Regions from separate parts of the Mus musculus genome. Here all the other regions are linked to region 5. Evidence: chromatin contacts called from public promoter capture Hi-C data. All regions are on one chromosome and are shown on one strand. The core of a region is the stretch at or near the end of the contact, and the rest is flanking DNA. Distances in the headings are between cores, read along the strand shown. Region 1 holds the start of Rnf135 (ring finger protein 135). Region 2 holds the start of Sarm1 (sterile alpha and HEAT/Armadillo motif containing 1). Region 3 holds the start of Slc46a1 (solute carrier family 46, member 1). Region 4 holds the start of Tefm (transcription elongation factor, mitochondrial). Region 5 holds the start of Wsb1 (WD repeat and SOCS box-containing 1). Region 6 holds the start of Suz12 (SUZ12 polycomb repressive complex 2 subunit). Region 7 holds the start of 2610507B11Rik (RIKEN cDNA 2610507B11 gene).

Region 1 (2,849 bases), core at 140-2,639, 930 kb after region 5:
TGTCTCTCCAGAGTGCAGCTCCCTGGGGAGGTGGATCCTCTCTAGCTTCTAAAGTTCTTTGGACCTGACTGCTGAGGTACCTGCTAGAGCAGTGATTCTCAATGAGTGGGTCATAACACCTTTGGCAAACTCCTATATTCACATGACTATTCATAACAGTTGCAAAATTACAGTTGTGAAGTAGCAAGAAAATTATTTTTTAAAGATTTGTTCATTTATTTTATGTATATGAGTACACTGTAGCTGTCTTCAGACATACCAGATCCCATTACAGATGGTTGTGAGCCACCATGTGGTTGCTGAGTACTGAATTCAGGACCTCTGGAAGAGTAGTTGGTTATTTTTTTTTTAAAGATTTATTTATTTATTATATGTAAGTAAACTGCAGCTATCTTCAGACACACCAGAAGAAGGCATCAGATCCCATTATGGATGGTTGTGAGCCACCCTGTGGTTGCTGGGCATTGAACTCGGGACTTTGGAAGAGCAATCAGTGCTCTTAACTGCTGAGCCATCTCTCCAGCCCTGATTTACTTATTTTTTTTTCTTTTTCCATTTTTTTTTTTTTTTGGTTTTGTTTTGTTTTGTTTTTCGAGACAGGGTTTCTCTGTATAGCCCTGGCTGTCCTGGAACTCACTTTGTAGACCAGGCTGGCCTCGAACTCAGAAATCCGCCTGCCTTAAAGGCGTGCTCCACCACGCCTGGCTTCCAATTTTTTGTTAGGTATTTTCTTCATTTACATTTCAAATGCTATCCCGAAAGTCTCCTATACCCTCCCCCCAGATTTACTTATTTTTAAGAAGAGCAAATAAAGACTGAGGCTGTCTTTTTTTTTTTTTTTTTTTTTTTTAATTAATTATATGTAAGTACACTGTAGCTGTCTTCAGACACACCTGAAGAGGGCATCAGATCTCATTACGGGTGGTTGTGAGCCACCATGTGGTTGCTGGGATTTGAACTTCAGACCTTCGGAAGAGCAGTTGGGTGCTCTTACCCACTGAACCATCTCACCAGCCCCTGAGGCTGTCTTTTAATGTCATTTAATGCATATGAGTACACTGTAGCTGTCTTCGGACACACCAGAAGAGGGCATTAGATCCCATTTTTGTTGCTACTTCATAACTGTAATTTTGATACTCTTATGATTCTAAAATGAGTTCCTGAAGCGGACCTTCTTCATAGCTTAAGTTGTTGGGGTTGCGTGTTTGTGGCTAGGCGAGCAGGACCCAACTACTAGAGAGAGATGATTTTTCCAGGCCAAAATCCAGGCAGGTAGCCAGCAATGTCCGGCGCTTTTAGAGGCTGGGGAGAATTAGCAGCTGGGCGGGTCGAGCTGATGGGAGGGGCGGGGCGAGCTGATGGACAAGGCGAAGTGTTGCCGGGGAAGTTAGTAGGACAAGGCGGAACCTAAGGGTGCTTCCTGGCTGTCGCCTAATTATGGCGGCCGTTTGTTCTGGCAATGCAGTCCCCGTGTGGCTGAGCGAGGACGACCTGAGCTGCATTATCTGCCAAGGGCTACTAGACCAGCCCACCACGCTGCCCTGTGGCCACAGCTTCTGTCTCCGGTGCCTCCATGACCTGTGGGTCTCGAAGCGTGGGGCCGTGGATGGCTGCCCTTGGGCTTGCCCCATATGTCGGAAGGGTCCCTTGACAAAGCCCAAGCTGCACAAGAACCCGCTGCTGCAAGACCTGGTGGACAAGTACCTCCAAGCGGCGCGGGAGGTCGAGGCTGGCTCGGAGCCTGAACCCGCCCCCGCGCCGCGTTCTGCGCCCCAGGTAGGAAGCCTGCACCGGACTTCCAGATCTCTTTTTCTGCCACAAAATTTGCTCAGTCTAATCTGTTTTCTGGAGAACCTTAAAAAGTTTATAGCTGTATAAAGAAATACAAAAGCCCAATGTGGTGGCCCCATGCCTGCAATTCCCCGTTTTGGAGTGGCTTGCCCCACAGGGCCAGAGTTACATAGTAAGATCCCATCACAAACAGTTAAAAATCCAAGTCCCATCCACCCGAGGTGTGGTGCACACTTGTATAGTTTTAGTTTTTCCCAGCCTTCTGTGATGTCTGGAGATTCTTAGTGTGGTAGAATGTATGTGCCACAAAAATTGCCATTTTCCCCCTTAACTCAATTGGCCTATTTGTATATTTATTGAGACAGGGTCTAACTAGACTAGACTAGGATGGCATTGAACCTGGGGTGACTCCCTCGGCTTTCCAAGTCTGGGATTACAGGTGTGGGCCACTTGAACTCAAAACTTTGCCTGCTTCTGCTTTTCAAGAGCTGGGATCAAACACAGGTGCCACGACTGGCCATCTGAACAATTTTTTAGTGTACAGTTCGATGGCATCTCTCTTATTTCCAATACTGTGCTTCTGTCACCGCTGTTGCCAAGGTAATTTCATCAACTTAAAAAAGACCTCTGTACCCACTCACTAAGCAATAACACCTGATTCCTGTCCCTCCAGCCTCTCTGTATCTCATCTCTCATAAGCTTTATGTCTGAGTTTACCTGTTATATTAGGTCAGAAAGCGACGCACTGAGACCACCACTCCCATTCAAAGGCAAGAGTGTTTTTTGTTTGAAGAAAGCAAGAACCCTGCATGCAGGGGCCAGCCACTTATAAAAATGGTGACCCCAGACAAAGGGGCACAAGGCATCCATGGGAAACTAGAGGAATTTTATCAAACATTAGGTAATCTAAAACTTCATTAGTGGGTGCTGGGGAAGTTACATGGGTTGGTTTCTGATTAGCTGCTATGTTAGATTTACTATACTTGGGGAGGCCTTGAGGAAATCCCAGGAGATGACTCAGCTCTGAGCTTCCAGAGCCATTGATTATTAACAGCCCA
Region 2 (3,020 bases), core at 464-2,963, 760 kb before region 5:
GGGTTTCTGGGGAGGGAGCATGAGGGATAGCGGGACTTGTGCCCTGTCCTTGGTCCTGAAAAGGCATCCGCATGTGTTTGGGGACTTGTACACTAGATAGAGGTTACTCTCTCAGAGCTGTCAATAAGTAAGGATAGTCATTTCCATTCCTGAAAACATATCCGTATGTTTGCATCATGTTTCCTGCACCCACTTCCCACAGGTACCACCAGTTCTAACTCCCTGACCATACCAAGCCAACACCAGCCAAGCTGGGCTCCAACACACTCAGCAAGCACCTACTCCATTTTCCAGTTCTCCATACTCATGGCCTATCCCAGTCAGGACAGCGGATATTAGATGAGAGGGGTTAAGCAAGCAGAAACCTACCTTGGGTCTCCCAACCCAAATCATTCTGTTTGTGCATTTTTTGGACAGTTGTGTAATTTCCACATATCAAAGGTGATCAAAAATGCCAGAGAAAACACGTCGTGACACTTGTGAGGGCTGCGTGCTGAAAGCGACTCTTCTAAAAATTCTGAGCTGAGAGCCTGAGATTTTGGTGAAAATTAGTGTGACAGCCTGTTTTGCTCTGGCACCAGAAGACCGGGAAAGTGGGCCCTTCAAAGGCTTCATAATAGTTCAAAAGGAGGTCTCAGGAGGTAGGCAAAGGAGAAGCAGTCAAGCAGTTTCCCATAGGAAGGAAAGATACCTCAGTTTTCTCTGCCCCTACTATTTCGTCCTAGCAAAAACAAAAACAAAACAAAACAAAACAAAAACCAAAAAACTTTCTGTTCCTGATCAGACGCTGCAGAATAAGGTCATGGCTGCCCTGGTGAGAAGGTAACACAGAAAGACACCCAGATGCACGGGAGAATTATGGGCTTAGGGCAAAATCAGCAATGGGATACCGTCTCCAACCACCTTCACTGCCCTGGCAACCCCACACCTCACCCCACTCTCCCTCACCGGTTCTCAGCCACCAGGATCTGCTCCAGCAAGCGCGCGGCCTGCACACGGGTCTCTAGCTCCGGTGCCTGAAGCAGCCGCAACAGCAAGTCGAGGCCACCGTCCAGACGTATAGCATCGCATAGACCTTGGGCCACCTCGCGGCCCACGGCCGGCAGCAGCCAGGCTTCCTCTACCAGCTGGAAGACCTCGGCGAGACCCGCGCCCACAGCCCGCGCCGCGCTTGCCTGTTTCAGCTCGGACAGCGCCTGCTGCAGCTCAGGCAGCGAACGCTCCAGGGCGCCTTGCACCTCAGTGCCCACTCCGGGCGACACTTCGCGAGACCCGCGACCGCCCGCAGCCCACCATGGGCTGGCGCCACCACTCCGATCCGGTCCGGGCACTGTCAGCCGATCGGCGCCCGGCCGTGGGCCTGACATGGTGAAGAAGCGGCACAGTTTGTAGGCGGAGAAGAGCAGCGTCAGGACCATGGGCGCTGGGCAGCAGGGGACATGCCAGGCCTAGAGGGGCGGGGCCTGGCAGAGAGACCCCGGCCTTGGGAGGAGAAAGAAAAAAAAAAAAAAAAAAAAAAGCAAACAGGATCCGGTAAAGGTGCTGGGCTACAAGTGTAGAAGCAGAAGGAGGAGGGCAGCTCCGGGACTCAGCGACTTAGGAAGGGCATGAAGGGAGAGAGAAGCATGGACCAGACGCGGGAGGGTAGAGACGCCGGTGCCCGGAACAAAGCGCTGCTCCAATCTAAGCACAGCGGAGCTAAGATGCTCAACAGCAACCACGCCTCTGAGCAGCAGAGTCAAGGATTTGACGCCCCGCCTCTAGGTTTCACGGGCTCCGCCCCCGACGCAGGCGCAAGCCCTACCCCAGGTCTCCAGCCACGCCCACACCTGGCTCCGCCTCCTCTCCCCAGTCTCCCCTTGGTGGTGTGCAAGATGCTGTAGAAAGGGCTGTAAAGAGCTGTCTTCCATTTCCTACCGCTCGCTCGGCTCCCCAAAATGTGGAAGCAAGCTGGCTACATGTATCCACGTCCCCTCCGGATGGTTAAAGAATCGCAGTTGAGATTCTTAAAGCCCTTTAATGCCGGTTTCCACTTAGGCTTCACGCGTCTGTAGGGAGTAAAATTTAGTGTTTCATTTTGCCGCTGAGACTACTGCGGTCCATAGAGAAGAGACACCAAAGGCACGCTCGCCTGTGATTACAGAACAGAAAACGGAGGGGCTTCAGAAGTGTGCCAGTGCTTGGAATTTGGCCCAAAACCTGGCACTCTACCCCAGTGAGCACTTTCTTTATAGAGAAATCCCACTTAGTATGTGAGTCTAGAAAGTATGCCCAATGAGTCCATTTTTTTTTTAAAATAAATGAGGTCATTGAAGGTGTGGCCAGGGTGGTCCCCCGAGGATCAATGGATTAGTGAAAGCCTCAGGAATGGGCTCTGGGACTGGAAAGATGGCTCAGCCTTTAAGAGTACTTGTTCTTACAGAGGACCTGGGTTTGATTCTCAGCATCCACACGGCAGCTCATAACTGTTCAAAACTCCAGTTCCAGGGTATTCAAAGCCCTCTTCTGACCTCCATAGACACAAGACATGCATGTGGTGCACAGATGCACATGTGAGCAGACACTTATACACAAAACATAAAATAAATAAATCTAAAAAAAATAAAGAAAGAAGAATAGACTCTGACCCACTACTTCCTATGCTGTAACACCCAGCTTAGAGAGAACAAGGAGAGGCCAGAAATGAAGCTTTGTTCTTTTATGAGAAGAAAAGAAAACCTCCCCCAAAGTGCTTGCCAGCTCTCCCCCAACCCCCCTTCTTGCCCCAAAAATCCAGATTCGAAGCGGGGGGTAGGATGGGACAAGCACCTAGCCTGATCAAACAGTAAATCGATAACGGCTTATGGGAATGAGTTGGAAGCTACTCCAGGCACGAAACGTTTTGTCTGTTCTAGCTCACGGAATCTCTCAACACCTGATGAGGCAAGGCACCATGGTCCCACTTTATAAAAAGTAAGGCTCAGGGAGATTAACGGGACTGGCTCAGAGGGTGACAACACATGCTTTCTTTCCACCTCCCC
Region 3 (3,093 bases), core at 226-2,725, 790 kb before region 5:
CCTGGTCCCCACATGAGCATGAGACGCCTCTATTCCTACCCTCAAACCCTCTGCCATGGTCGGATTCTACACTATTTACATCCTGCTCTTTCTCTCTCCCCACCAATCTAGAAGCTGTGGTGCCTGGTGGGGGGCTTCATCTGTTTGCTTCAGTGTTGTGTTCAGATCTCCACGGCACCAAGTAAGGGCACTCCTTTTTCACAGGCAATAAAACAGAAGCCCAGACAGACAGACAGACAGACAGACAGACAGGAAGTCTGAGCTGCTCAGCAACAGTGCAGATGTCTGTTCTCCAGCTCAGTTCCTACAACAGGGGCACTGAAGAGCACAGGCCCACACCCAGGGGCCTCCAGTCTCAGGCTCCTCTTGTCTCTACTCCACCCTCTAAGAGAACTGCAGAATCAGATCCCAGTCCTTGATGTGACACTAGCTCCAGGAAAGGCTCCTAGGACAGGAACAGGGGCAAGGGACAACCTATTAGTCATTAATGATAGCCAACAGCGATTAGGTCTAATAGCAACAGCATCCAGAAGCCTGAGGCAGGGGAATCTCTATGAGTCTGAGGTTAGCCTGGTCTGAAAGTATGTATATAAAATAATACTTTCAGTGTACCAAATCTCATTGTCATTTTCCAATACTTCCTCTCTCTCTCTCTCTCTCTCTCTCTCTCTCTCTCTTTTCTTTTTTCTTTTGGTTTCTTCGAGACAGGGTTTCTCTGTGTAGCCCTGACTGTCCTGGAACTCACTTTGTAAACCAGGCTGGCCTCGAACTCAGAAATCTGCCTGCTTCTGCCTTCCAATTGCTGGGATTAAAGGCATGCATCACCATGCTCGGCATTCTTTCTTTCTTGGTTTGTTTGTTTGTTTGTTTGTTTTGGACAGAACATCAAGCCTTGGTTAGCCTAGTATTGCTTAGACCAAACTGGCCTCACCTCTGGTGTGCTGGGATTAAAAGCACATGCCACTAGGTCCTGCCTTCACTAAGATTTTCTTCCAAGTGAAGGCAAGGTCAACGGATCAGTGGCAGAGCACAAGTACTCCAGTGTGGCCCACCAGGCTCTGGCTGTTCTTACACAGATGCACATGTGCCGAGAGGCAGATGCCACGCAGCTGGCATATCCAGTCTTGTGCGCTAATCCTGCGTGCCTTTCGACCTTACTTCCACATCTCTGGATTCGGATCATTAAGTGACTAATCTATAAGGTTGCCACGAGATAATATATTCAGAATTCCTGGCCCCAGAACAAAGTTACGTTGTCAATAAATGTTAGTTATTGATATAGTGATTATTCTTTTGAGTGTTCCGACGCCCAGGAAGGAGGGCTGCAGCACGGTAGTATCTTTGCGTTGCCTGAAGTGAGGACACACCACAGGGATTGTTTGGACGACACCCAGCCCAGAGTTCAGCGGACCAAAGCTTTTGAGACTGTCTCACGCTCCGCCCCTCTAGACTTTTAACAGAAGCACCCGAAGCCGGCGCAGGCGCAGACAGCACAGACTGGTCCAGGCCTCCCGCAGCTGGTTCCGAGGTGCTAGCCCCTCCGTGTTTGCGCATGGAGGGGCGCGTGAGCTCCGTGGGCTCGCCCCACAGTTTCCTCAACGCTCCCGTGCTTTTCCGCGGCCCCGTGGAGCCCCTAGTCTTCCTGGCCAACTTTGCCCTGGTTCTGCAGGGACCGCTCACCACACAGTACCTTTGGCACCGGTTCAGCACGGAGCTCGGCTACAATGGCACCCGCCACCGGGAGAACTGTGGGAACCAAAGCGCGGATCCCCTCATGAAGGTAGCAGGGACCAGAGCAGCTGTGAATACGGAGCGCGGCACGGGGCGGGGCCTGTGGAAGACGGGGTCCCCGAGGGGACGGGACACACGTGGCGTGGTGGGCGGGTCAGACCAAAGGGGGCCTGCCCTGGCTGGCTGCCTTGTGCTGGAGGTGTACCTAGAGAAAGCCTGGCTTGGAAAGTTATCTAGTGTAGCGACGGAGGGAATGCTTCTCCAGGGCCTGTTTTTACAAGTTGAAGGAACATTCCAAGAGGCTTAGGGCTCTAAAGCAAGGCTATAGCTCCCAGGATGGTGATGGTAGCTAACCAAAGTGAGGTCCTGCGCACTAGTGATTGTGTCTTTACAGGAAGTGGAGACCCTGACATCTCACTGGACCCTCTACATGAACGTGGGAGGCTTCCTGGTGGGACTCTTCTGGTCCACCCTGCTGGGAGCCTGGAGTGACCGCGTGGGTCGCCGCCCATTGCTGGTGCTGGCCTCTCTTGGTCTGCTGCTCCAGGCCGTGGTGTCCATCTTTGTGGTGCAGCTAGAACTGCACGTCGGGTTCTTCGTGCTTGGCCGAGCTCTTTGTGCCCTTCTGGGAGACTTCAACGGCCTCCTTGCTGCTAGCTTTGCCTCTGTGGCAGATGTTAGCTCTAACCACAGTCGCACCTTCCGGATGGCTCTGCTGGAAGCATGCATTGGTGTGGCCGGGACCCTGGCAAGCCTTCTCGGGGGTCACTGGCTCCGGGCCCAGGGTTATGCCAACCCCTTCTGGCTGGCTTTGGCCCTGCTGATTGTCATGGCTCTATACGCAGCATTTTGTTTTGGTGAGACGGTGAAGGAGCCAAAGTCCACCAGGCTTTTCACGCTCCGCCATCATCGATCCATTGCCCGGCTATATGTGGTTCCAGCCCCAGAAAAGTCCAGGATGCATCTAGCCCTGTACTCTTTGGCCATATTCGTGGTGGTTACTGTGCATTTTGGGGCTCAAGATATCCTGACACTCTATGAGCTGAGCGCACCCCTCTGCTGGGACTCCAAGCTGATTGGCTATGGCTCAGCAGCCCAGCACCTACCCTACCTCACCAGCCTGCTGGGCCTAAGGCTTCTGCAATTCTGCCTGGCTGACACCTGGGTGGCTGAGATTGGCCTGGCTTTCAACATCCTGGGAATGGTGGTCTTTGCGTTTGCTACCATTACACCCCTCATGTTCACAGGTAAAGTGAAAATGGGGCCGTTCACTCATTGCCCCCCAAATGTGGTTCAAGCCTGTGGCTTTGGATCCAGAGTTATATTCTCTGCCTGTGTTCTAAGAGGATAGACACCCGAGAA
Region 4 (3,042 bases), core at 538-3,037, 890 kb after region 5:
ATACCCAAGCTTGTGCAGTTATACAGACTTGCACACAGACCATATTATCACAGAGAATTGTCTTTAAGAGGAGTGTAGAGCTGGTTGTAGTTGTGCACACCTTTAATCCCAGCACTGGGGAGGCAGAAGCAGGAGGATCTCTGAGTTCAAGGGCAGCCTGGTCTACAGAGGAAGTTCGGGACAACCAGGACTGCACAGTGAAACTCTGTATTGAAAAACAAACAAAACATAAAGAGTAGTTTTACAATAATTACAGTTATCTATCTTTGAGGGTTTGTTTGGTTTTTGGTTGGTTGGTTGGTTGGTTTTGATCATTGGTAGGGTTGGGTTTGTTTGTGGGGTTTTTGTTGTTGTTTTCTTTTTTGAGACAGGATGTCACTGGATAGTCTTCATACTCAAATTCAGTATGAAGACCAGGATGGCCTTGACTTCATAGTAATTCAGCTGCACCAGGATAGCCAGTACTACACAGAGGCGCTGTCTCAAGGAAGAAGCTGTAGTTGCCTGGCACTGTAACTCCGTATGTACAACCTCAGCACCTGAGGGGCAGTCCATACAAGATTCAGATTCCAAGAGTTTTATGACAGTCTGGACTACCTGAGACCTCATCTCCAAAAATTTAATTAATTAAAATAAAGAAATTGTAGTCTTCTCGGGATAAGTAGAGTCCACCTTTAATACCAGCATTTGAGCCAGGCAGTGGTGGCACGTGCCTTTAATCCCAGCACTTGGGAGGCAAAGACAGGTCGATTTCTTAGTTCAAGGCCAGTCTGGTCTACAAAGTGAGTTCCAGGACAGCCAGGGCTACTCAGAGAAACCCTGATTCAAAAAAACCAAACAAACAAACAAAACCAGCATTTGGGAGGCAAAACCAGGCAGACCTCTGAGAGTTCATGGCCAGACTGGTCTAGTACAGTGTTCCAGGCAATGAGACTGTTTGCTAAAGTAAAAACAATCAAAAAAGTTAAGGGCCAGTTAGATAGGACCTAGTTTCTGGCAAGGCCTTGGTTTCTATACCTAGAACCACTTAATTTTAATTAAAATTATTTCAAATGTCTGCTACTTATGGCATTTATAATATTATGAGGATTTTTTGTATCGCCTCTTATGATTGATCTCCAGTTCCATTTTTTACTAGTTTATCATCTGATGGAACTAAAGGAAATTAAACTTTATACGTTTATAATAAATGTTTTAGCTGGTCAGGAGTGGTGTTCCTCACTTGCAATCCTAGCATTTAGGAGATGGAAGCAGGAAGATCAGGATTTAGCTACATAGTGAGTTGCAGGCCAGCTTGGGCAACATGGAGCTCTGACTGGGGCAAGCGGGGGCTGGTGATATTAACTAAGTGGTGGGGACGGTTTATTTTGTTCTGCATGGTTCTCAATATTGCTAACAAGGCTGTATTTTTGCAAGCAGTCTACATTGTGCAATGGATAACTTTATAAGACAGTGTAAAGTCATCCTCCCAGCGCGGCCACAGGAAGACGACACAGCCAGAGGCTAAGCGAGCTACTCCGGCCCGGGAAGGGGCGCACGCGCGTGGACCCCGGGCCATTAAAGCGGACGGGCTCCGGGGCTGGGGGACATGAACGCCCCTCAGCTCCGCTACAGCTCCACGCTGGACAACCGGACACAGGGCAGAAGAGAACCACTCCCGGTTACAGGCTAGTGACTGGAAAGCAATCCACCTCGTGCTCAGGAACCCTACCTCCGGCCTTGATGAGGCAAGCAAGGTTTGTCCTCCAAGCCATCGCCAGGCTCTTTCCCACGCCTGTGTTCCTCCTCAACTTCCGGTTTCGTGTGCTCCAACAAAAAGTGCTCGGCCGGGGCTGGGCAGAAGGGTTCCGGCGAAAGCGACAGTCTCAGGGAAATGCCAACGGAGTTCCTAGTAATTGATGGCTGATGGTCTCTGGAGAAAGTGTGGCCGTTCGGGATCGCCGAGATGCATAGGAGTAGACTAGGTTTAATCCTGTTTTGGGGCGAGTCTCCTCTGGGTTCCCAGACACACAGCAGACAGTGGGGAGCCTATATGCACACATGTAACCCTGTCCGGAGTTGAGAGGAGGAGTATCTGGGAGAGATGCACGGGATAAGGCCAATGTATGAGGTCGCTTTGACGCTGGGCACTTTTGACTGTTTGAAAAGGATGGGGGGAGGTGAGTCTGGAGCCACATTTGATCCTTGGAATGCGAAGTGGAACAGTTGAAAAAGTCGGGCAGGTTGCTTGTTTTTTAGTTGCAAAGTCAGATTAGAGGGGCTTTCTAGAAAAAAAGAAAATTGGTCATTTGCAGCCAATGTGAGGCTGGACTGTAGAAGAACCTGAGGACAAGAAAGAGGAATCGGAAAGTTATTGTGATATGTTTTATAAAACAATTGTTGTGTTTTATGGAGCGCGGTATGGTGTGGTGAGGTGCCCATCCTGAGGCATCCCCTCCTCTCCGAGGTACCCAGCTCCAGTATGGCATAGAGTTTATTGGGGGGGGGGGGAGTTAAGAAGGGAGTAGAGGCAGGGAAAGGGGGGAGAGAGAGAGAGAGAGAGAGAGAGAGAGAGAGAACACGAACGAACTGGTGGCCCAGTACACGTTGAAGAGGACGGGGAGGGAGAAGAGGAGAGAGGGGAAAAGGGGTCAGAGAGAAAAGAGTCAGAGAGGGCAAGCAGTTCCTTTTAGAGCAAAGCCAGGCCTACCTGGCTGTTGCCAGGTAACTTGGGCGGGGCGTAGGAGGAATGACAACAGATTTTCTTGCCAAGGCAGAGTGAACTGTGGGGAATGAAACCTGGGCTAAGGAAGAAGAGTGGAAAAGGGTCTAGTAATGGGTTTGTGGTTATATTAGACGTCGTAGCTAACCTATAATGCCCACACTTAGGAGCATGAGGAGAATTGTGAGTTTGAGTCCAGTCTAGGCTATGTAATGAGTTTGAGGCCACCCTAGACTACAAAAATGACTCTGTCTCAAAAGGCATCAACAACAAAAGCTATTCACAGGCTCAGCCGTTCAGAGTACTTGTTGCTCTTGTGGAGGATCCGGCTTTGGTTCACA
Region 5 (2,803 bases), core at 194-2,693:
CCCTAAAACCCAACCTATCTGCATAGCACTTACATCATGAGTCATCACTGAACAAGGCTAACCAGATTCAAGTTCTTCCTCACATTCCATCCTCCGATTTCACGACCAGAAAGGAAGTGTGACAGTGCCTTGTTAAAGAGGGTAGTAGCTCAGTTATAGCCTGACCTGGAACTCTTCACACACTCATGGAGTCCTGCCCCTACCTTTAGCATGGACATGAAAATCCAATTGACAAAACTGTAAAGTCAGTGTCTACTGACGATAATTTTGTTCAACGAATGTCATCCAATGGGCTCAAAGGTGACTCCTTTGAGAGAATTTAAATAATGCTAAGTGCTTTAAAGGGGCCAACGGGCAGGTCTGGCCCACGCCCTTCCACTCCCCATTGTCCAGGCTTCAGCCAGACGCGTGACAGGTCTAGCCACGGCTACATCCTCTGTACAATAGCCCTCCTTCAGCCATTCCACCTATTCTCACGGCTCCTTCCACCCCCACCCCCCCGTGTAGGTGGGCAACATATTCCCTCCTTAGAACCCTTCACTTTCATAACGCCATCCTTTAAAAAACACTAAAACTTTTTTTTCTACGCCGCTGACACCTCTCCAGGTCCCTTTCTCAATAGAGTACCGGACATACAGATGCTGCTGTTCCTGCTGCGCCTCAAAAAACACAAAAGTTCACAACTTCTTCCCACCAAAGAGAGCCTAGGATAGACCACTTAGCCTATGCTAGTAACTCTCCAGGTCCATTCGATATCCAAGACACAGCCGGGAGAATCCCAGGACGTCCGATCCGCACCCCAGCTGTGATGGTGTCACTAGGGTTTGCCCGGCGCTGAGCAAACTCGGGAGGCCCGCTCTGGGTCCATTCACTCCCGGCCGACGCCCATCGCGGGACCGCTTCCTCCCGCCACGCAGCGTCAGTCCTTGCTCCTCTCCATTTCTCCGGAGCCCGGGCATCCGGTCCCCCGCGCTCGTGGGCCTTGGCATCGGACTTCCCCGTTCTCCCATCCCCCACCCCCGTTTTCCCCCCGGGCCCCGGAGCCAGCCCCTTCACGCTCTGCCGGTAGACCCCGCGCTCCCCCTCCATCCCGAGCCTCACCGATCTCTTTCTCGTTAACCCTCGGGGGAAAGCTGGCCATCTATGGGGCACCGTCTGATTCCGGGAACTCGATTCGGACGCGACAACAGAGAAGGGACTCAGCGGGGGCTGAGGGGCGTGACGCGGGCTCAGGCTCTCCCGGGTGTGGAGACTGCAGAGAGAGCGCGGGCGGCCGCTGCGGCTTCTGCGGACTGCCCGGAGGAAATCACCGGAATGCCTGGAACAAAGCCACCGGGTCACACTCAGACAAAAGAGCCGGCGCGCCTTCCACTCACAGACTCACACAGCCCGCCAATGCTTCCGCCGCCAAACCAGACACTGAGACAAGATGGCGGGCGGCACTGATAATATCTGGGAGGCGGGGTGTAGTGGGTGACGTCAGACCATCAGGCCCCGCCCCTCGACGCAGGGGACGTGATGGTCTGGATTCACGGACGGGCGTGAGCCCTCAAAGCGCGACCTGCGGGCATTTTCGAAGTCGAAGGCTCATTGCCAAGGGCAAGCCCGGGATTATATAATGCACGTGACCGAACCGGAAAGGGCAAAGTAGACGTTTCACGTGCTTAATCCCTTTTAGCTACGTCTCTGGCTCCTTAGTACCTGGGAAGTGAAGGTTGCGCTGAAGAAAGATATGATGGAAACTAGCATAGTGGTGTCCAATTGGTCAGGACAGAACAAACTGGTTTTAGGAAAGACTCAGTTGATGAAGGAGACCCAGGGTGATGGGCACCTCTGAGGCCTCCCCAAGACTGCCTCTGTTCTAATTGGTCCCTAAAGTCAGGTCTCCTGAAGAGCTGGCCAATATGACCTCTACCTCAGAATCTGCCCTTCTTCCACAGAAGTTGAGGTCTCTAGGAAGCAGCTAGCTATTCCACATCATTGTTTGGGTGTGCCCCACATCTCAATCTAAGTACCATCTATAAATGATGTCATTGCATTTTAGTGGCCCTTGCGGGACTCTTTCTTCCAAAGGATAACAGATAACGGCTTAGATTTTCTCAGATACTCCTGGAAGACAGAATTGCCCAGCATAACTTTAGATCTCAAACACCATAGGTAGTGCATGTACTGTGTGCATGTCCCTTTGCCCAAGGTAGAAATTCTTAAGATCATGATGATTAATAGAAATAAATCATCCCCTTCTTTAAAAAAAATTACTTGGTTACTGCTTGACAATATGTTTGTCCAGAACTTCATGCACGGCAATGGTGCTGCCTGACGAACAGTAGAAGGAAAAAGAAAATTCAATCTTGTCAAATACAGACCATTATTGTCCCCTAATGTTTTTAGCTTATTTATTTATTATGTGTGTATGAGATATGTGCATGTTTTTGAGTCTTTTTTTTTTTTTGAGAGTTCATGTGTCTTAAATGCTTCTGTGTGAATGCAGGCATTCAGAGGTCAGATGACATCCTAGGATATGAGTCCTCACCTCCCACCTTTCCTGAGACAGGGTCTCTCATGATTTCAGTGCTTGTATACCATGCTAGCTGGCCCTGTAACTTCCCGACTCCCTGACAGCCCTGTTAGAGTGAAGGGATTGTAGAGTAGTAGTCTGTAATCTCCTGCCTTCTGCTTTAACCTGGGTTCTGGGCTTTCGAACGGTCAGGTTTGCATTTTCACCTCTGAGCCATCTTCCCAGCTATTTTTTTTTTGAGTTTTCATACAAAAATATGCAGATTTCACAAACTTGCAGGGCTGG
Region 6 (3,006 bases), core at 397-2,896, 740 kb after region 5:
TAACGCTATAAAGCAATACCGCAGCTAAAACTCCAGAAACCTCGGTGGGGTGGCATTCATCAGAGACGTTCTTCAGAAACATAAGGGGGAAAAAAACCCACCATATACCTATTTTGCAGTAAGAAATATTCTTAAATACAGACTAGTATAATGAGAGCATTCTAAAGTTTCTTCTTAATATAAAACATAACGTGGGGTTGGACTTACAGCTCTGCAGTTGAGAGCACTGGCTGCTCTCTCAGAGATCTCTATTTGATTCTTAGCACCCACCCTAGGCCTCACAACCACCTGTGACTCCATTTCCAGGAGAGGCAACATCCTCTTTTGGCTGTAAGGACCGCAGCATACGACCTTGGTGTAGACTTAGGCACAGGGTTCCTCTGTATAGCCCTTGCTGTCCTGGAACTCACTTTGTAGACCAGGCTCGCATCAGAAATCTGCCTGCCTCTGCCTCCCAAGTGCTGGGATTAAAGGTGTGTGCCACCACCACCGAGCATAAAAACATTTTTAGAAAGTTAAAATATAAGCAATATAAGCTGGTTATTTTGTCTAACTTGAAATCCAAGTTATTCAGAGTAAGCCAATTTGTACCAACAGACTTAGGTCGGGTCTGTTTATCTTTTTTTTTTTTTTTTTTTTTTGGTTTTTCGAGACAGGGTTTCTCTGTGTAGCCCTGGCTGTCCTGGAACTCACTTTGTAGACCAGGCTGGCCTTGAACTCAGAAATCCGCCTGCCTCTGCCTCTGGAGTGCTGGGATTAAAGGCGTGCGCCACCGCCCAGTTTATCTATCTTTTTAAACAAGACACTCAAAACACAGCGTTCCTCACAAGCTTTTGGCAGTACAATAAATAAAACTTCAAGAAATGTCTTTACTTCGAATCACCTATTTGTCTCAGAGAAAATGAAGTATCTACTTTGCTCGCATCGTGTTGAGAAGCCACAACCCAATTCCACAGAATCCCAAAACCTCACATCACTTAACAAAACAAAACCAAGTCTCCTTAATTTCTGAGAAACGGCCGCCACAAAATAGGTCGCTCCCTTTCGTAGGCGAGCCCTTCACGTCCGACAACCCAGTGGCTGCGCTAGGGGATTTCGGCCATGGGTGGCTTGGGGCACGTGGCGGCCAGGGGATCCGATCTCCTCCTGCCTCAGTGGAGATGAGACTGAGCACACAGCACCCCCGGGGCAGGTCACTTCCTGAGACCACACAGTCTCGGGATCCGCGGTGGACCTCCGCTCCTTTCAAAGGCCCCTTCGCCTTCAGTTTCTCAGTCACCCGCCTCTCTCTCCAGGGGACCTCTGCCCCCCTGGGGGCGGCGACTGACGAAGCTCTCAAGGCGAGAAACGGCTCCCAAAGCCGCTCGCGAGTCCCCCTCTGCCCACAATGCACCGGGACGAGCAGGAAGGCCGCTCCGACCCCTCATTTTCCCGCGAATTCAGTTCAAAGAGGCGTCCGGGCCCGCGGTCGGCAGCGCGCACGGGCCAACCAAGCCGCGCCTCCGCGAGAAGCGCCTCCGCGTGACTGACGGGGGACTCTGCGGACCAACGGGCTGGGCGGCCCGGCGGCGCGCGCTCCCGCCGGCCAATCAGAGCGCCGGGCGGGGAAAGTGGGCGGAGCGAGGCCAGGGTAGGGTGAGCGGCCTCCGAAGCGGAGCGGGGCTCGGAGGAGACACTTTTTTTTTTTCCTCCCTCCTTCCCTCCTCTCCTCCTCCCTTCCCTTCCCCTCTCCTCCCCTCTCTCCTCCTTCCCCCCTCGGTCCGCTGGAGCCTGCTGGGGCGAGCGGTTGGTGTAGCAGGCGCGCTCACTCTCCGGGGCCGCCCGGCGGGTAGCTGGCGGGGGGAGGAGGCAGGAACCGCGATGGCGCCTCAGAAGCACGGCGGTGGGGGAGGGGGCGGCTCGGGGCCCAGCGCGGGGTCCGGGGGAGGCGGCTTCGGGGGTTCGGCGGCGGCGGTGGCGGCGGCGGCTTCGGGCGGCAAATCCGGCGGCGGGGGCTGTGGAGGCGGCGGCAGTTACTCGGCCTCCTCCTCCTCGGCGGCGGCCGCGGCGGCGGCGGCGGGGGCCGCGGTGTTGCCGGTGAAGAAGCCGAAAATGGAGCACGTCCAGGCTGACCACGAGCTTTTCCTCCAGGCCTTTGAGAGTGAGTGTGAGCGGCTTCGAGGGCAGGGGTGCCCCTCTCCGGCGTTCGGGGCACGGGGCACTCCGCCGGGTTCTCGGAGAGTCCACTTGCTTTGGGAGTGGAGGGAGGACTCGCTGGGGAACGCCGGGGTCCCGAGCAGGTCCCTGACTCCCGGAAGGGTCGCCCCGGGGCCCCCAGGTTCAGAGCAGCCTTGGAGGTGGGGACGTGACGGTTGAACTGAGCGCATATAGATCCCGAGACGAGTTGGTGTTTTCGTTTGTGTCTTCCTTACTCCACAAGTACAGGGATTATAGTTGTAGGTTTCGGGGGGACGAGACACAGCCTGTCCGGAGATGAGTGTTGTAAAGCCGAGGAAATTGTCATGGGTCTGAAATGCGTTCGTACCCACTCTGGCTGCGTGTGAGTGAACACGCAGCATTTGAAACCTTTTAAGCTTTTCAAACCTTTCCGCCCATTTTATGGGTGCGTAGACTGAGAGAGACAGAATGGGGCAAGCGTCCTCTCCGTGGACAACCTTGGAGTTGTTTCTTAATTCCAGAACATTTTTTTTTTAAATCCCGGTTTTTCGTTTTAAAAGATGCGTGGAGGGCGAAACTGACTTTTTTGGAAAGGGGATCACACAGTGCCTGGAAACAAACAATAGAATTTATAAACATTATGACTATAAATAAAATTGTTACTAAGTGGGCATTATATCCTGATGGTTTTGCACCTCTTTTGTGTAGATAGTGGAATTTAGCAATCTTCTAGCTGGGTATTTTACGGCAACTTGAATGAAGTCAGCTTTGCCGTTGAATCTCTTTATTTACACTATATCCGTGGCATATGTTATGGGCTTTGGTATCAGCTGTGCTTGGAAAGACGTT
Region 7 (2,905 bases), core at 156-2,655, 990 kb before region 5:
TTGAAGATGAACCGGTGTGTGTAGTTTAGAGGATAGTTTGTGGATTTTGAGGATGGAAATCAATTCCTCGGGCCAGCAAGTGCCTTTACCTATAGATCCATCTCACAGGCCTTGAAGTTGTTATTTGAAGAGGCCAATCAAAAAAATCTGGAAGAATTATATGCAGATTAGGATCTGAGAACCAAGAACACAAAATACTTCATAATACCTTGGAACCATCTGGATTTCTTTATCTGGTACTGTGTTTATCTGGTACTGTGTTAGTAAGTCATTAGTCAGACACTGACTCATGAGAATAAGCATAACAGACCTTATCTACTTCCTTCATTTAACAATGAAGAATGCAAAATTCACTCTGGCTTGATTTGACCTTGAACTCTGTATTTCATGTAATTAAAATTGCTTCCCAGATAATCTGTAAAGGGTAAAACAATATTCACTATTTCTATATTTCACCCTGTTCTGGGTGGTGCTATACACAATCGCACAAACCTAAAAATACAGAATGGCTCTCCCCATGAAGGATGTTAGAAGATACTATCTGGCCCAGGCATGGTGACACATGCCTTTAATCCTAGCACTTGGGAGGCAGAGGCAGGCAGATTTCTGAGTTCGAGGCCAGCCTGGTCTACAGAGGGCTACACAGAGAAACCCTGTCTCAAAAAAAAAAAAAAAAAAAAAAAAAAGATAAGAAGATACTATCTGGAACAGTATTCAGACAGTAAACAAAGTTGGTTTCCTTGTGGGGTGAGATGATAGATAGCTGAGGTCTTTGAATTACCTCTTAATTTTCTCTGTAATCTTTTCAGACAGGATCACTTATGACCTACAGACACATAACTTTTGTTGTTGTTGTTTTGTTTTTTTGAGACAGGGTTTCTCTTTATAGCCCTAGCTGTCCTGGAACTCACTTTGTAGACCAGGCTGGCCTCAAACTCAGAAATCCGCCTGCCTCTGCCTCCTGAGTGCTGGGATTAAAGGCCTGCACCACCACGCCCGGCACCAGCCAGGCCGGCTCTTAATGGCCTAGGGAATGCGTTTTGGAAGTGGAACCTCAAAGTGGTAGAAACGACCCATCCTGGTCACCGCCCGGCGAGCTCGTGCGGACTCCGATCCCCCGCCCTCAGCGCGAACCCGGAGCTCCGCGGCGTGCCGCGCAGGCTGCGCTCTAGGTGTAGCGCGCAGGACCGCGCGTTCGCGGTCCGCCCCGCCCTCCCTCTCCAGAGCCACGCCTCCACTCCGCGCAAGCCGCTGGTCGGCCCTCAGGGCTCGCGCACGCGCGCGCGGGTTGGGGCGGGTCGGGGCGGGTCGGGGCGGGTCGTGGAGGGAGCCAGCCGGCTGGTCCACGAGCCGCCGGGGCGGGGACACGCGCGCGCGCACTAACGCTTCCTCGCCGTGCGTGTGCGTGCGCGGCCGAAGCCCGCCGCGGCGCTGTGCGGTTCCGGCGTCAGGGCCCGGCATGGCGGGGGTCGGGGCCAGGCCGGGCCGGACCCGGACCTAAATGCCTCTATTTCTCTCCGCGCTGTTGGTCTTGCTGCTGGTTGCGCTTAGCGCACTCTTCCTAGGCCGGTGAGGGGATTCTAGCCACAGGGTCGGGGGGGTCGAGGAAGACCGGCTGGAGGAGGCGCGGGTTGGTCGGGCGCCTTAGGCGGAGGGGGCGCGAGCAGGAGGGGGCGCTCAGCCGAGGCGAGGGGAAGCGAGGTGGGGGCAGGGGCGCTGAAGCATCTGGCTGGACCCGAAGCAATGTCCAGTCCGGGAACCGAATGTTTGCGTGTGAGGGAGGGGGCCTCCCTCGGTGGTCTCCCTTTCCTGCCCCGTTCGCCTCCGTGTCCTCTTCCCAGATTGCGAAGGGCACCTGCAGCCGCGCCCTGCAGAGAGGTCGGGAGGACTGGCTGGCTAGAGCAGAGCGGTGTTTGAGCAGTTCCGAGAGTGACCTCTGCCTTCTCGGAAACGGCTGCAGGGTGGGGACGCAGACAGGGACCCTCTAAGGAGTGTGCGATGACGTATTTAACACGACTGCCTTCACTTTGCCTTTTGAGGACCTCTTTTTACTTTGGGTTCCTAAAGATTTGAGGGTTTCTTTGTTTATTCTTTCTTTCTTTCTTTTTTTTTTTTTTTTTTTTTTTTTTTGACCTCTTTTAGAGGGTGAGTTTCGTTTGCCTAGTTTTGTTTGAATTTAGGGGCCCGTAGTTCTGGTTGTTGTGCCTAAATGAGTATGACTAGAGAAATATTTTAGGAAAATCGTAAAGTTCCTAAGAAAAATCCGGCTTCAGGATACCACCCCTTGCAAGGCCTTTCTAGAATCAAAAAGGGTAGAGGGTCTTATAATCCAACTGTTTTTTTTCTGCAGGTGGCTTGTGGTCCGGTTGGCCACCAGGTGGTGTCAGCGCAAGTTGCAGGCAGAGCTAAAGATTGGCTCCTTCCGATTTTTTTGGATCCAGAATGTCAGTCTTAAGTTTCAGCAGCACCAGCAGACGGTGGTGAGTTCCGGGAATTGCAGAGAGAAAGAGAGAGAGAGAGAGAGAGGAGAAGGGCGGGAGTGTGTGGTGTGTGTGTTGGTTTGGAGGGGGTTTCAAACTTTAGCTTCCTCCATGGGTAGTTTTCCTAGTTAACTCCACCCTTGTTGTTGTTGTTTTTGTTGTTGTTATTATTATTATTGTCAAGAGGATCTTAGGAGCTACTTGGAGGACTCTGCAATAGATGCCAGTTGTTTCAAGTGTTTATGGGACTAGATCTGGTGGTATAAACCTGTAATTCTTGTTTCTCAAGAGGCCGAAGCAAGAGAATTATAAATTCAAGCTCTGCCTAGGCAACTTAGTGAGTGCTTCTCTCAAAATTAAAATGAGCTGGAATAGTGGTTCAGTGGTAGAGCCTGGTATCTGCTGGGTCCTCTTTAGTATCTAGT

What was found. Promoter capture Hi-C pulls out the DNA fragments that hold promoters and counts their contacts.
Region 1: a promoter capture Hi-C map of hippocampal neurons shows a contact between it and region 5, with 3 times the contacts expected there. The contact joins the promoter of Rnf135 here to the promoter of Wsb1 in region 5. A contact is called at or near these places in 2 of 39 promoter capture datasets (hippocampal neurons and pre-B cells).
Region 2: a promoter capture Hi-C map of hippocampal neurons shows a contact between it and region 5, with 3 times the contacts expected there. The contact joins the promoter of Sarm1 here to the promoter of Wsb1 in region 5. A contact is called at or near these places in 5 of 39 promoter capture datasets (embryonic stem cells, hippocampal neurons, liver and 1 more), 3 of 115 datasets of contacts at active chromatin or transcription factors (embryonic forebrain, embryonic midbrain and pancreatic cancer cells) and 1 of 9 other capture datasets (embryonic stem cells).
Region 3: a promoter capture Hi-C map of hippocampal neurons shows a contact between it and region 5, with 4 times the contacts expected there. The contact joins the promoter of Slc46a1 here to the promoter of Wsb1 in region 5. A contact is called at or near these places in 5 of 39 promoter capture datasets (embryonic stem cells, hippocampal neurons, liver and 2 more), 2 of 484 Hi-C or Micro-C datasets (Sertoli cells and embryonic stem cells) and 2 of 115 datasets of contacts at active chromatin or transcription factors (astrocytes and embryonic stem cells).
Region 4: a contact with region 5 is called in a promoter capture Hi-C map of liver, with 4 times the contacts expected there. The contact joins the promoter of Tefm here to the promoter of Wsb1 in region 5. A contact is called at or near these places in 2 of 39 promoter capture datasets (both in liver) and 1 of 9 other capture datasets (pancreatic islet).
Region 6: a promoter capture Hi-C map of pre-B cells shows a contact between it and region 5, with 3 times the contacts expected there. The contact joins the promoter of Suz12 here to the promoter of Wsb1 in region 5. A contact is called at or near these places in 3 of 39 promoter capture datasets (hippocampal neurons, liver and pre-B cells), 1 of 484 Hi-C or Micro-C datasets (embryonic stem cells), 1 of 115 datasets of contacts at active chromatin or transcription factors (acute myeloid leukemia) and 1 of 9 other capture datasets (adipose tissue).
Region 7: a contact with region 5 is called in a promoter capture Hi-C map of embryonic stem cells, with 4 times the contacts expected there. The contact joins the promoter of 2610507B11Rik here to the promoter of Wsb1 in region 5. A contact is called at or near these places in 1 of 39 promoter capture datasets (embryonic stem cells) and 1 of 9 other capture datasets (adipose tissue).

The regions. Positions count from the first base shown.
Region 1 is chr11:80,182,480-80,185,328 of GRCm38.p6, forward strand. It overlaps Rnf135 (ring finger protein 135), which reads left to right and starts at 1,390. Exons shown (of 5, transcript NM_028019.4): 1 at 1,390-1,776. The coding sequence starts at 1,438.
Region 2 is chr11:78,496,041-78,499,060 of GRCm38.p6, forward strand. It overlaps Sarm1 (sterile alpha and HEAT/Armadillo motif containing 1), which reads right to left and starts at 1,714. Exons shown (of 9, transcript NM_172795.3): 1 at 949-1,714. The coding sequence starts at 1,418.
Region 3 is chr11:78,464,226-78,467,318 of GRCm38.p6, forward strand. It overlaps Slc46a1 (solute carrier family 46, member 1), which reads left to right and starts at 1,476. Exons shown (of 5, transcript NM_026740.2): 1 at 1,476-1,780; 2 at 2,126-2,978. The coding sequence starts at 1,553.
Region 4 is chr11:80,140,366-80,143,407 of GRCm38.p6, forward strand. It overlaps Tefm (transcription elongation factor, mitochondrial), which reads right to left and starts at 1,788. Exons shown (of 4, transcript NM_183275.2): 1 at 1,712-1,788. The coding sequence starts at 1,754.
Region 5 is chr11:79,253,252-79,256,054 of GRCm38.p6, forward strand. Wsb1 (WD repeat and SOCS box-containing 1) reads right to left here and starts at 1,444. Exons shown (of 9, transcript NM_019653.3): 1 at 1,102-1,444. The coding sequence starts at 1,141.
Region 6 is chr11:79,991,460-79,994,465 of GRCm38.p6, forward strand. Suz12 (SUZ12 polycomb repressive complex 2 subunit) reads left to right here and starts at 1,647. Exons shown (of 16, transcript NM_199196.2): 1 at 1,647-2,140. The coding sequence starts at 1,861.
Region 7 is chr11:78,260,349-78,263,253 of GRCm38.p6, forward strand. 2610507B11Rik (RIKEN cDNA 2610507B11 gene) reads left to right here and starts at 1,406. Exons shown (of 39, transcript NM_001002004.2): 1 at 1,406-1,569; 2 at 2,351-2,480. The coding sequence starts at 1,502.